Regions from separate parts of the Mus musculus genome. Here all the other regions are linked to region 2. The links are chromatin contacts, called in public HiChIP or PLAC-seq maps. All regions are on one chromosome and are shown on one strand. Each heading gives the region's core, a stretch centred on a gene start, on an enhancer-like site or on the middle of the called end of the contact. The rest is flanking DNA. Distances are from core to core; before and after follow the strand shown. Region 1 holds the start of Il7r (interleukin 7 receptor). Region 2 has its middle 100 kb from the start of Prlr. Region 3 has its middle 38 kb from the start of Il7r.

Region 1 (3,703 bases), core at 68-2,567, 550 kb before region 2:
GAGCTAGGCTGATGTGTATTGATACTGTGCATAAAGAAAATACAGATGTATTTGATACAAGCTTATGCAATGTAGCTTTAACTGGTCTGGAACAAAGATGATTTTTCTGTCTCAGCCTCTTAGGCTTCAGGACTACAGGGATGTACTACTGCACCCAGTTTAGGAATGCACATATAGGCCAGCCATGGTGGTGTCTGCCTTTAATCCTAGCACTCAGGAACCAGAGGCAGGATGCACACACACACACACACACACACACACACACACGCACATACACAAAGACACACACACACACATTCCCCTTTTAATGGTGTGTGTGTGTGTGTGTGTGTGTGTGTGTATGAAAACAGTTTAATTAATTTGTAGAAACAAATTGGAGATTCACATTCCATGTAGCTGCTGTGTCTGCCAGAGACGTTTGAGTACAGTCCTGTAATTAAAATGCCTATTTTTAAGAAGTCAAGGTCTAAGTATTTTATGGATTCTGAGGAGAATTATGATGACCATATAATGGATTCTCTGAATATAAAAGCAACCCTGTGTATTTCAAAGAAGACACCTTCCTTAGCATACTACTGAATTATTCATCAGCAATCTAACATGAATCTGCCAAAGCTAAAGTATGTTGAAGAAATACATTATAGAGTAACTTCTAAACTCTAGACACTAGAAATACAGTTTTGGTGAATACACAAACCTCTCGTTTCTGGCCATTAATTTATCATGGGTATCTAGGGTTTTAGAACTCCATAAACAGTCAAAACAACAATGGCTTGATTTTTCAGTCTAATACAGTTTTGGAAGCGATCATCCAAAAAGCTCCAACAAAGAACTGATATGAGGTTTCTTTTTTGAAATTACCAGCATACATCCACATTTATGAGCCAGAATTTGAATGAAACTCAATGCTTCTTGACAGTTCTTGAGAGTTACAAGCCATTTGCAGTATTGTCATCATTCCCTCTGTCCTGGTGATTAATACCCACAAAACAACCTAATTAGTGCTAAATTCTTGCTTGCCCTGTTAGAGAACTGTGTAACTTGATCATATATGCTACAGGTAATCTGAAATCCTTTAAAAAAGGAGTTAGAAATGACTCACCATCCTGGGCATTTCCACTTTCTCCAGAAACAGCTTGAATTAAGCAGAAAACTATAGCGAAAGCTCTACCCAGAGCCATCATTCTGAGAGAGAGAGAGAGAGAGAGAGAGAGAGAGAGAGAGAGAGAGAAAGAATAGAGAAGAAGCACGCTTGTATGTGCAAGTGAATGAGAGAGAGGGAGACCCAAACCAGCTCTGTGCCTGCTAAACCACAGACAGGGAACTATGAACATCACAGAAGAAGGCAAGTGCCAGAAACAGGAAGTCTGAGCAAAAGGATTGCTGCTGTAAGCAGAGGTAGAGAAAACGGAGAGGTAGAGTGTGACTTTTTTTTTTCCTGCATCTTGGTATTCCCTGAAGCTCCTGAACTTAACTGCTTACTTTTGAGCAAGGTGGTAGACTTCAAGTGATGCTTCAGATGATCTCAGGGTCCAATGTAACAGGATCACAAGGCCAAAATCCACACTTACGATGCTCCTCAGTTGGTTGGGGATGCTCTTGTTTTAGGAATAATGATGCTAGGATAGAGTTGTCCCACTTAGGGCTGAACCCTCAATGGTCACGCCCAGTTCTCTGCTCTCTGAGAGAGAAGTGAGAAAAGAGCTTCTCTAATGAGAGGCAAGGCTGCACTATTCTATGGGTATAAGGACAAATGTCTAGAAGACAGTTTGATACTCTGTCTTTTAAACAAACAATAGTCCTGTGTTTTCCCCTATGCTCTAAGACCTCCCTGGCACGGGTTCGTGGTCAGATTTATAGTACCAGCCATGAAACACTCCCCTCAAGAACTCAGGGAACACCATGGAGGAGAGAAGGAAAGATCAGAAGAGGCAGGAGCCAAAGAGAAATACAGTGAAATTATCTATTATAAAAATAATAGGATCTTTGTGTTCATAATTTCACAGAAGCTATGGTTGTGACACAAGACTGGCATGAGATCACACCAATCCACATTCCAATATGGACAGAGCAGGTGTTCAAGAGGCCACATCCCTAGCTGAGGCCCTCCTGGCAGGTTGACAAATACCAGGCGATTAAGAGTTAGTTTTCTTTAAAAGTGTGTCCCATGGTAGGTTGCTCAAGCTCTAGTGGGCAGTTATACACTCATGAGCACAAGAGCTGAACTAAGTAGGTTCTGTGGATCCTTTTCTTAAATCATTTTAAGAATTGATTAAGTTATTTATTTATCCTAAATTCTGACTGCAGCGCCCCCCCCCCCATCCTTTGCTCCCAATCCCTCTTTCTCCCTTCCCTCCAACCTTCTCTAACATTCTTCCATTTCTCCACAGAAAAGGGGAGGCCTCCCTTGGATATCAACCAGCCTTGACATATCAAGCTGCAGTAAGACTAGGCACATCTTCTTCTCTCGAGACTAGAAAAGGCAGCCCAGTTAGCAGAAAGGCTTCCAAAGGCAGGCAATGTAGTCAGAGACAGCCCTGGCTTCGGTTTTAGGAGTCCCACATGAAGACCCAGCTGCACAACTGTTACATATGTGCAGAGGGTCTAGGCTTGTCTTGTGCATGATTTCTGGTTGAAAGTTTAGTCTATATGAAAACCTATGTGCCCAGGTTAGTTGATTCCGTAGTATTTCTCAATGTGACCATGACCCCTCTGGGCATCTTCAATCCATCCTCACTCTCTTCCATAGGATTCCCCAAGTTCCACTTAACGTTTGGCTGTGGGTCACTGCATTTGTTTCCATCAATGCTAGGTGAAACCTCTCAGATGATAGCTATGCTAGGCTCCTGTCTGCATGTATAGGAGAATATTATTAAGAGTGTCGGAGTGGGCTCCCTCTCATGGCATAGGTGTCAAGCTGGGCCAGTCATTGGTTTGCCCTTCTCTCTAATTCTGTTTCATCTTTTATGCCCGCACATCTTGTAGGTAGGACAAACTATGAGCTAAAGATTTTGTGAGTGGGTTGGTGTCCCAGTTCCTCCATTGGAAGTCTTTTCTGGTTACAGGAGATGGGCATCTCTGGGACTAGCTAGAAACAAGGGCAATGAAAACTCCCAGGAGTCTATGAGGGTGACCCTAGCTACGACTCCTAGCAATGGGGATATGGAGTCTGGATAATTAAAGAACTAGAGGACATGAAACTGAGAAGGAGAGTAGGTGTTGGAATGCGGTAGGTAGGGAAGACAGGAGGGTGGTTATGGTTTCAATATCCTCAATACATATATACAGTTTCTAAAAACAAAGAAATGTACAAAATAAAGATTTCATCTTTCATAAGCTATTAAAAGATCATTTAAAAATATTTTTTACACTCAATCTTTCAGTGTACAAATGTAGCCATTTTTCTCCTTTGAGTTCTATATATCTCTAGTATACACCTGTACTTAACTATTAAGTACAGGCACGGAGAAATTATTAAATGCAAGTGTTGGCAAATTATGACTCAGGAATGGAATTTGATCCTTTACCTTCTTTCATAAGTAATTCGTTGTTGGAGTCCAATGTTACCCATTTGTTGTGTACTATCTGCAGCTGTTCTCATACATATAGTAGAGATGAGTGGGCAAAGAGATGATATATAAATAGTAAAACTTACACCATCTGACTTTAGAAAACTTCTGATCTCTAAACAGCTACATAAGTA
Region 2 (3,559 bases), core at 140-2,639:
TTCCTCATTTCCTTCAAGTCCTTCTTGAGTTTCATTTTGCACAATCATTTTATTTTTCAACTTCCATCTGGGCCCATTGGGGGTGGGGCCTTATTCCCATTAGCTTTAGTGTTCTCATAACAAACACAAGCATTTATTCTTCCATCTTGTGCCCTAAATATTTTTTCTGTGCACTAGTTAGAAACCTAAAATATTAGTAGCATTTAAGAATAAAGGTGGCAAACACGTTTGAGTAATAAATAGTAAAAATGTGTTTTGTTTTGTAGTTTCCAAGAGACAATTACATTGCTTTTGAAAATGAATGTAACAAGATTTGTAAACCGTGCCATTTCTATTTTGGCCTTCAACTGAAACTCCCTCTGTGGTCGTCAGTGTACACAAAGTCCTATCGAAAACAGCCCCAAGCAATATACAGAGAACATTTATTCCATTTCCAATGACAGATATTGGTAAAAACAGAGCTAGTAAAAAACAAAAATAACATAAGCTACAATGTACTTTTAACAAAATGTACTCAAGTGGGTCTTTTACCATTTTGTCCTCTATCTTTAAAACATGTATCCTCAATTTGAAATTTCTTTCATTGGTGACGCTCTCACCTACGTAGTAATGGCACTTAATGTTCATAAACACTTAAGATCTTTGTCATCCTATAAGTTGCTAGGACTAATGACAAACCAGTCTCCCAATTATGACAAATATTTGATGCTCTCTGCAAGTATTTTGTATCTAAAGATGTTTTTAAATTAATAAATACTATTCACTTTATTTTCTTTTATCAAATATATGCTGAGTATCTTTTACATCTTCCCAAGCAATTGTATCATTGTGTTTTTCTCCAAAATTTTTATTTTTATATATTTTAAAAATAAGTATATATAATCTCTGAGCATTTCAAAAGATGGTTCAAATTGATTTTTTTTCTACTAGCAGAAGTGGTCAATAAAACATATAGATTTTTCAAAACAACTTCTATAAAGCATAGTTTTGTGAACCTATAATGTGAATTTTTAAAATAATACCTTAAGGTACCAGCTTTCTCTTTCTCAACCAGGGGGCAAAAGACTTCTCAGAAAAACAGCTTTTTCTTTTCTGTCAAGAGAAGGTAAACACAGGGGAAATATTCCAAGGGAAATAAAAAACTGAGGAAGTTTACTAAAAGACCATAATATAAAGATTAAACTTGTTAGAACAAGAGAGGGATTTTTTTTAATGGTAAAATAATTGGGGGGAAATAATCGCCCTTGAGACATCCTTGTCATGCTCTCAGGCTTCAGACAACATGCTCAGGTGTTTCTAGATTTTCGTTCAATCGTAACATGATTGACGCCAGAATAGAGAAGAAACTGAAACCCAAAACAGGATGTGAGAACTGGAGGGAAAGACCACGGAGGAGAAGCGAAAAGGTGGTAGGCAGACCAGAGTGAGGCATGGCAGTGACACTGGGGATGGAGAGCGACTGAAAATGATAAAGACGAGGGAACAGAGGGATCTGAGAAGCAGCTGGAAAACAGATTGGCTTGTAGGTGTCCTTTAGTGTCCTTTGGTCGTTCAACAAAGTCATTTTCTGTCTTCTTTTATTGGACAGACTATACTCTCTCTAGCATAAGAGAATTTTCAACCCATATATAAATGCTTATTCCCACCTCTTATTCCAACTAAATCCTCAGACATCCATTTCTTATCCTCAAAGAGTTAGACATTGATTCGTAAATATACTTCATTTGGGGGAACAAGAAGGGGAAACAAGTAGAAGACTCGAAATTGAAAGTTGAGGTTTTGTCTCAATTTTAAAATCTGAGTTACTTTGGGTTTGTGGCACCCCTCTCTGATCTTTCATTGATTCATATTAAAGTGGAACAGTCTTTGCTCTGTGGTCCATTTCAGCTCTGATATGATGTAACCTGCTACACCGGGTGCAGGGTGTTTTTAATACATGAAAGCTACTGCTATTGATTAATTCATAATAAAATTCCAGGTTTCAAATCCATATCAGCATTGCATGAACTGCGAAGGTGCGAACTCAGGCCTGTGACGTGAAGATTATCCACCCTAGACAGATGGTTGGCATGTTTCCAAACAAGGACATACAGGCCTGCTGGGGTCACCTCAGTGACTACATCAACACGGCAGAGGACAGATCTGCACTGAAATAAGATATGAGCAGAACAGCATCGTCTCTCTCAGCCACAACAGAGCCATCTGTCTTAAATTAACCTAAAGCCTGTTAGCTGAAGCCTAGTTACGCATTGCAAGCTGCTTGGAGAAAACAATTTAAAAAGTCCTTCGGTGGTAGCATCCTGTCACTAAAGAAAGCTTTAATAAGCAGGGTATTCCAGGCAGGTAAAGCTTCCCTTCTTTTGAGCCACATTCACCAAAAGGAAAGATGTTCCAATCTCCCAGCACCCTGCTGAGAACTTTGATGAGGCAGCTGTCAGGGGAGACAGCACTGCTCTGTGATAACACCTATTGTCCACTGTTAGCTCTACAGTTGGGAGTAAGACAAAACTGCAAATGTGTATTGTGCAGCATACATAGCAGCTGGGAGATACACAGAAAATCTCCAAGGCGTAGATTTTAAATAAAACCCAAACAACCTAAATACTCTCTCTTTTCCTTTCATTCTCTGGGTTTTCCTCTTCATAGGAATGGGTGGGATTTTTCCAATCTGTGACTCTCCTGCTCCCAGATATTTCTGAGATGTCAGTGTTCTAAAAAGAAAAAAAAAAAAAAAGAAAAGAAAAGAAAATGTCTCCACACTGGAACTCAGTGGTTGAGTCTGAATGTTAATCCATACATCAACACTGTCCCTGGGATTTTAAAATATAGCTCAGAAAACAGAGAACATGGAAGAAGAGTCCCAGTTCCTCCTGTCACCTATTCCCCATCCTTTTCCCCTGGACCACTGCAATACCCCAAAGCATGCCCTGTACACAACTGTATCTTTAGAAGTTTCAACCCATAGCCAATTCTATAGTGAATAAGAAAGCAAAACGACGATTTTCAGGACAAATTTGTGATAGCTGGATAAGCTGCCCTACCTCCAAAATCAATCCAATAACTTAGCAGAATTTTCTCCTAGGATTTCACATTTCAGAGGCAGACAAAATTTTTTGTTGTTGTTGTTTGTTGTTTGCTTTTGTTTGTCTGCTTGCCTCAGTCCATCATTTGGTGAACTACAACAGGCTCGTTTTTCTCCCTCATACTCGCACGGACACTATATTTGGAGTATTAAATGTTTCTGGGAAAAGCTAAGAACTCCTTTTGCCCCCCCCCTCCCCCCCGTACTGGAGTAGTATTCTCATGAAGCTAGAGGAAATAGTAAGATCTCACACAACTTCCCAACAATATACACAGAACATATATCCCATTTGTATAAAGTCTAAACATGAGAAAAAGGAGGGGACCATGAAACCCAGAGTGGACCTCAAAACTAATCTGATATCTTATACAGCTATACTGTTTAATCTGGACTCTGTCATGCAGGGCAAAGGTCATTGAAGGTGAGTATGGATCTCTGAGTCTCTTTCCAGACTCGTGCCAGGCAACACAGGCAATG
Region 3 (3,808 bases), core at 1,000-3,499, 580 kb before region 2:
CCCTCTGTTCCTTCATTCCTCCCTCCTTCCTTATCACTTTTCCCTCTCTCCTTCTGTCCCCAATGTCCTTACTCTCTCTCTTATTAATCCCCCCTTTCTGTTTTTGTTTTACTAAAGTCTTATTGTGGGGTGAAATACATTCAAGAGCAGACTTGCTTCAGAAGATAAAAATGGGGCTGGAGAGATGACTTAGCAGTTAAGAGCACTGTGTTTCATGAGGACCAGCATTTGATTTTCAGTACCCACATGGTGGTCTACAATCATCCATAACTCCAGGTCCAGAAGATCTGGCACCATCTTTTGGCTTCCATAGACAGCAGGCACATGTCTTATGCATAGATATATATGTGCAGGTACAAACATTTTTGCACATAAAATAAAAATAAATAAATCTCCAAATTTTGGACTAGATTAAATTTTTATAATTAGTTCCCAGCCCAAAAATTATGCATTCTATACCACTGATTATCAATTTCTACTGAATCCCATTGCAAGAGCACTGATACAATTAGCATTTTTAATGATTTAAAAATATTTTAATTCATTTTGGGTGCCAATGCTTTGCCTGCCTGCACGCCTAGTGCCCACAGAGCCTGGAAAAGGTGTTGGAACGTCTGGAACTGTAGTTACACATGCTTGTGAGCCACCATGTGGGTGCAGATAATCTACCCTGAGTCATCTGAAAGATCTGTCATTGCTCTTAATCCATGAGCAATCTGTCTAGCACCTGTAATTAGTATTTTATCCATTCTTTTGTTCTCTGGAATTATACAAGATACTGAATATTTATTTCTCTATGGCACACTTAAAATAGCAGGCTACATATAAAAATGACACTCTTAACTGGTCATCTAACTTCAAGTGGTGAGCCATGAAACCTTACAGAAATGAGTGAATTAGTCGGATCACTGGGTCGTATTTATAGATTTGTTCATTTATGTGTGTACATATGTAACAAAGACAATTAAAGAAAAAGAAGCCATGTATTTGATAGTAAGCCATAAAGGGAGAGGAACTGGAATGATTGCAGAAGGAAGGCAGGGGACAATCTACACATAGTACATAAATGTAAAATTTAAAGAAAATGATCATAAGTTATTGAACATGATGGCCTATTAATATGAGATAAGAGAATCTTTGTTAAATTATAGAGGTTGATGTTTGTTGACTATGATGTAAAATCAAATTCTATGCTGGTTTAATAGTAAAAACCCAATAAAGGTTTAAAGGAGTAAATAAACACGTGGAAATATTGCAAGTGAAATGCCTTAGGAAGCCTCGACTCTATTTACTCTATTCTTTGGTGTTTCATAAGCAGGAAGTAACTTCAGTTTCCAATGCTGACATAAGTTCATATTTTTAAATCTATTGGTACACTTTAGTAGCTCATAACTGAGAATGGCATTGTCTTAAGTTATTTTAGAATTTTACTGTGTATTTCAAAGCAAAATACTAGTTATTATTGAAATCTATGTTCGCAATTTGACTTTAAGAAAATGTATTACTACCTAGTATAAATTTTACAGTGTATTTATCAATATCATATTACAGCATTTACTGAAATTTTATATAATTAAATTATTGATTTTCCAGTCTCTAAAAGTAATAATAATATTTTCTCTAATAATTCAGTATACTAGCAGCTAAGATTAACATTAAAATACTTTGGAGAATTCTAAATATTTTGATCCAAGGTCTTAAACAACTTACACATTTAGGAGCAAATGTGACAGCAACAGAAATCTTTTTCTGTACTAAGTGATGTATTGCCTTCAGGATGATAAATATTTATCTTAAATAGAAAGATACGGCACAATAATTTACAGTTGAGGAATGTTCCAGATTAACTGAAGTGTTTCAACAGAAATGTTCCTTCAGGTTATTTTCCCAACCTCAGGGGATTTGCCTGTTGTTTGTGTCACATTTTGTTTTTGTCCACATCTTGAGGAGTGTTAATATGTTCCTTGGACTCACCAACTTTTATGCATAACATTTCTTATTTTTTACAGCTGTTACTTCAAGCTATATCAAAATGTCTGCACAAAGGTACACAGTGTTGTAATTCAGAAGTTAAGGTTGACTTTCATGGGGATCTTAAATGAACTAAATTTATCATTAAGCAAAATTAAATGTAGATAATTATCAGAGGAGTGAAACTAGGAAAATTCTTACCCCTTCTCACTCTATAATTTCCCCACTTTTGTGGTCACAGTGGTTAAGAGCACAGCTGGGGAGGGAAATGTTGACCGGGAAGGCAACTGACTCCTTGCACGTGGCTGCCCAGATGCAGTACTTCTCAGGGACGTGGGGCCAGCTCTTTCTGGGCAGCTCAGCTTGTCTTTTTATTTAGAACACTGATGAAAAAACAAAGCAACATTATTTTTTAATGTGTTCATCCATCCTCTCCTTTGGTACTGTGTTTAGCAAGAGACACAAAGTCCTGTAACTGTAGTCCTCAATGCCATAATACTTAAAGTCCAGAGAGGAATCACAGAACAAAGTAATCACAAATTGGTGTGGTACTGACATCAATAAGCCAACTCCTGATCTATAAGGCAATGCCCTTCCAGAGAAGATAGTATCTGAGATGTAATGAAAATGAAGATAGACCAGAAATTACACAAGGAACTTTACACAATAGGCTTCTGAAGATGGACATACCTGATTACAAGAGCATATGCAGAGAACAAAGCGGCTCTGTAGATGTGATTACAGTGAGCATACTGAAATGGAGAGATTATACTCATCTAAGTAAGTTTAATATAACCACATCAGTTCTCAATAGGAGAAGGGAAGAGGGCAACATCCAAAGAAGAAATTATGATAAGGGAAACAGAGGTTGCAAGTATCCATAAGCATGATAGAGGGATGATCTGGACTCTAGAGTCTAGAGACTACTATTTGCATGAGAAATGAGAAAAGCAAGGAATGAATTCTATAGAGAGTCCAGAACAATGCAGTCCAGTGAACACTTGGATCTTTAGCCATTTATAATGTGTTTTGGACATCCAACTCCATGATACATAAGGGAATACATTTGTTTTGTCTGCAAATGACACCCCATTTGCAAAGGAAAACCTAGTTTTGACCATTGGAATCTCCAGATTTCATCTGTGCAGGCTCAAAGCATGCTGCCACAGTCTCTATTAGTCCAGTTCTTCTTTGATCTCATGTGATAATCTGTTGCTAGCATGATATATGTATATATGAGTTTGTGTTTGTATGTATGTTAATTCTTTCTAGATCCTTGTAGAATTTTACCTTTAGTTATTATAATAAAAATGTTCAGATGTAGACAATCTTACATTTAATATAGATCTTTGCAATGTATAATTTGTATCTTACTATTTGAAATTAAGTCTGGTCAGAAGAAAGCCTCCATACAGAAACTTGTATTCTAGAAATTGAGGTTTTCACTAGGTTTTCAGGTACACTCAGATGTCCAGATGATGTACGGAAGAATTCCCACACAAGAGCAAGGGAAATGTGGTATCTTCACGGAAATGACAACTTGGGTCCCCAAATTATTAAATGCCTTTCATGAAAAAGATTTATTTTATAGGTGTGTGTGTGTGTGTGTGTGTGTGTGTGTGTGTGTGTGTGTACATGCCTGTGTGAACTTGTGTGCACTGTGTGCATGTATGAATCTCAGGAGACCAGAAGAGAACAACACATGCCCTGGAACTGGACTTATAGGAAGTTTTGAGCTGCCATTTGGGTGCAGAGAACTGAACTGAGGTCTTCTGCAAGAACAGCAAGTTCTTAAATGCTGAGCAATCTCTCCAGCTCCCACATGAAGTTCTCTCTC

The links. HiChIP or PLAC-seq counts read pairs in DNA pulled down with a chosen protein or histone mark.
Region 1: an H3K27ac HiChIP or PLAC-seq map of bone marrow-derived dendritic cells shows a contact between it and region 2, with 7 times the contacts expected there. The contact joins the promoter of Il7r here to the enhancer-like site in region 2. A contact is called at or near these places in 8 of 39 promoter capture datasets (the 3T3-L1 cell line, the C10 cell line, embryonic stem cells and 3 more), 1 of 15 datasets of contacts at CTCF or cohesin (pro-B cells), 1 of 484 Hi-C or Micro-C datasets (CD4 T cells), 10 of 115 datasets of contacts at active chromatin or transcription factors (the 230-238 cell line, CD8 T cells, the SCID.adh cell line and 6 more) and 2 of 9 other capture datasets (adipose tissue and macrophages).
Region 3: a contact with region 2 is called in an SMC1A HiChIP or PLAC-seq map of large pre-B cells, with 6 times the contacts expected there. The contact joins two enhancer-like sites. A contact is called at or near these places in 1 of 15 datasets of contacts at CTCF or cohesin (large pre-B cells) and 1 of 484 Hi-C or Micro-C datasets (bone marrow-derived macrophages).

What each region holds. Positions count from the first base shown.
Region 1 is chr15:9,528,559-9,532,261 of GRCm38.p6, forward strand. It overlaps Il7r (interleukin 7 receptor), which reads right to left and starts at 1,318. Exons shown (of 8, transcript NM_008372.4): 1 at 1,103-1,318. The coding sequence starts at 1,184.
Region 2 is chr15:10,073,757-10,077,315 of GRCm38.p6, forward strand. No RefSeq gene overlaps it. Among named protein-coding and RNA genes, the nearest start is that of Prlr, 100 kb to the right of the region's middle. Within about 2 kb of position 1,390, at least 55 of the 459 cell types and tissues checked have an H3K27ac peak or open chromatin away from gene starts, as enhancers often do. A contact at or near this core is called in the 230-238 cell line, CD8 T cells, bone marrow-derived dendritic cells and 3 more, where this site is marked.
Region 3 is chr15:9,490,047-9,493,854 of GRCm38.p6, forward strand. No RefSeq gene overlaps it. Among named protein-coding and RNA genes, the nearest start is that of Il7r, 38 kb to the right of the region's middle. Within about 2 kb of position 2,250, at least 20 of the 459 cell types and tissues checked have an H3K27ac peak or open chromatin away from gene starts, as enhancers often do.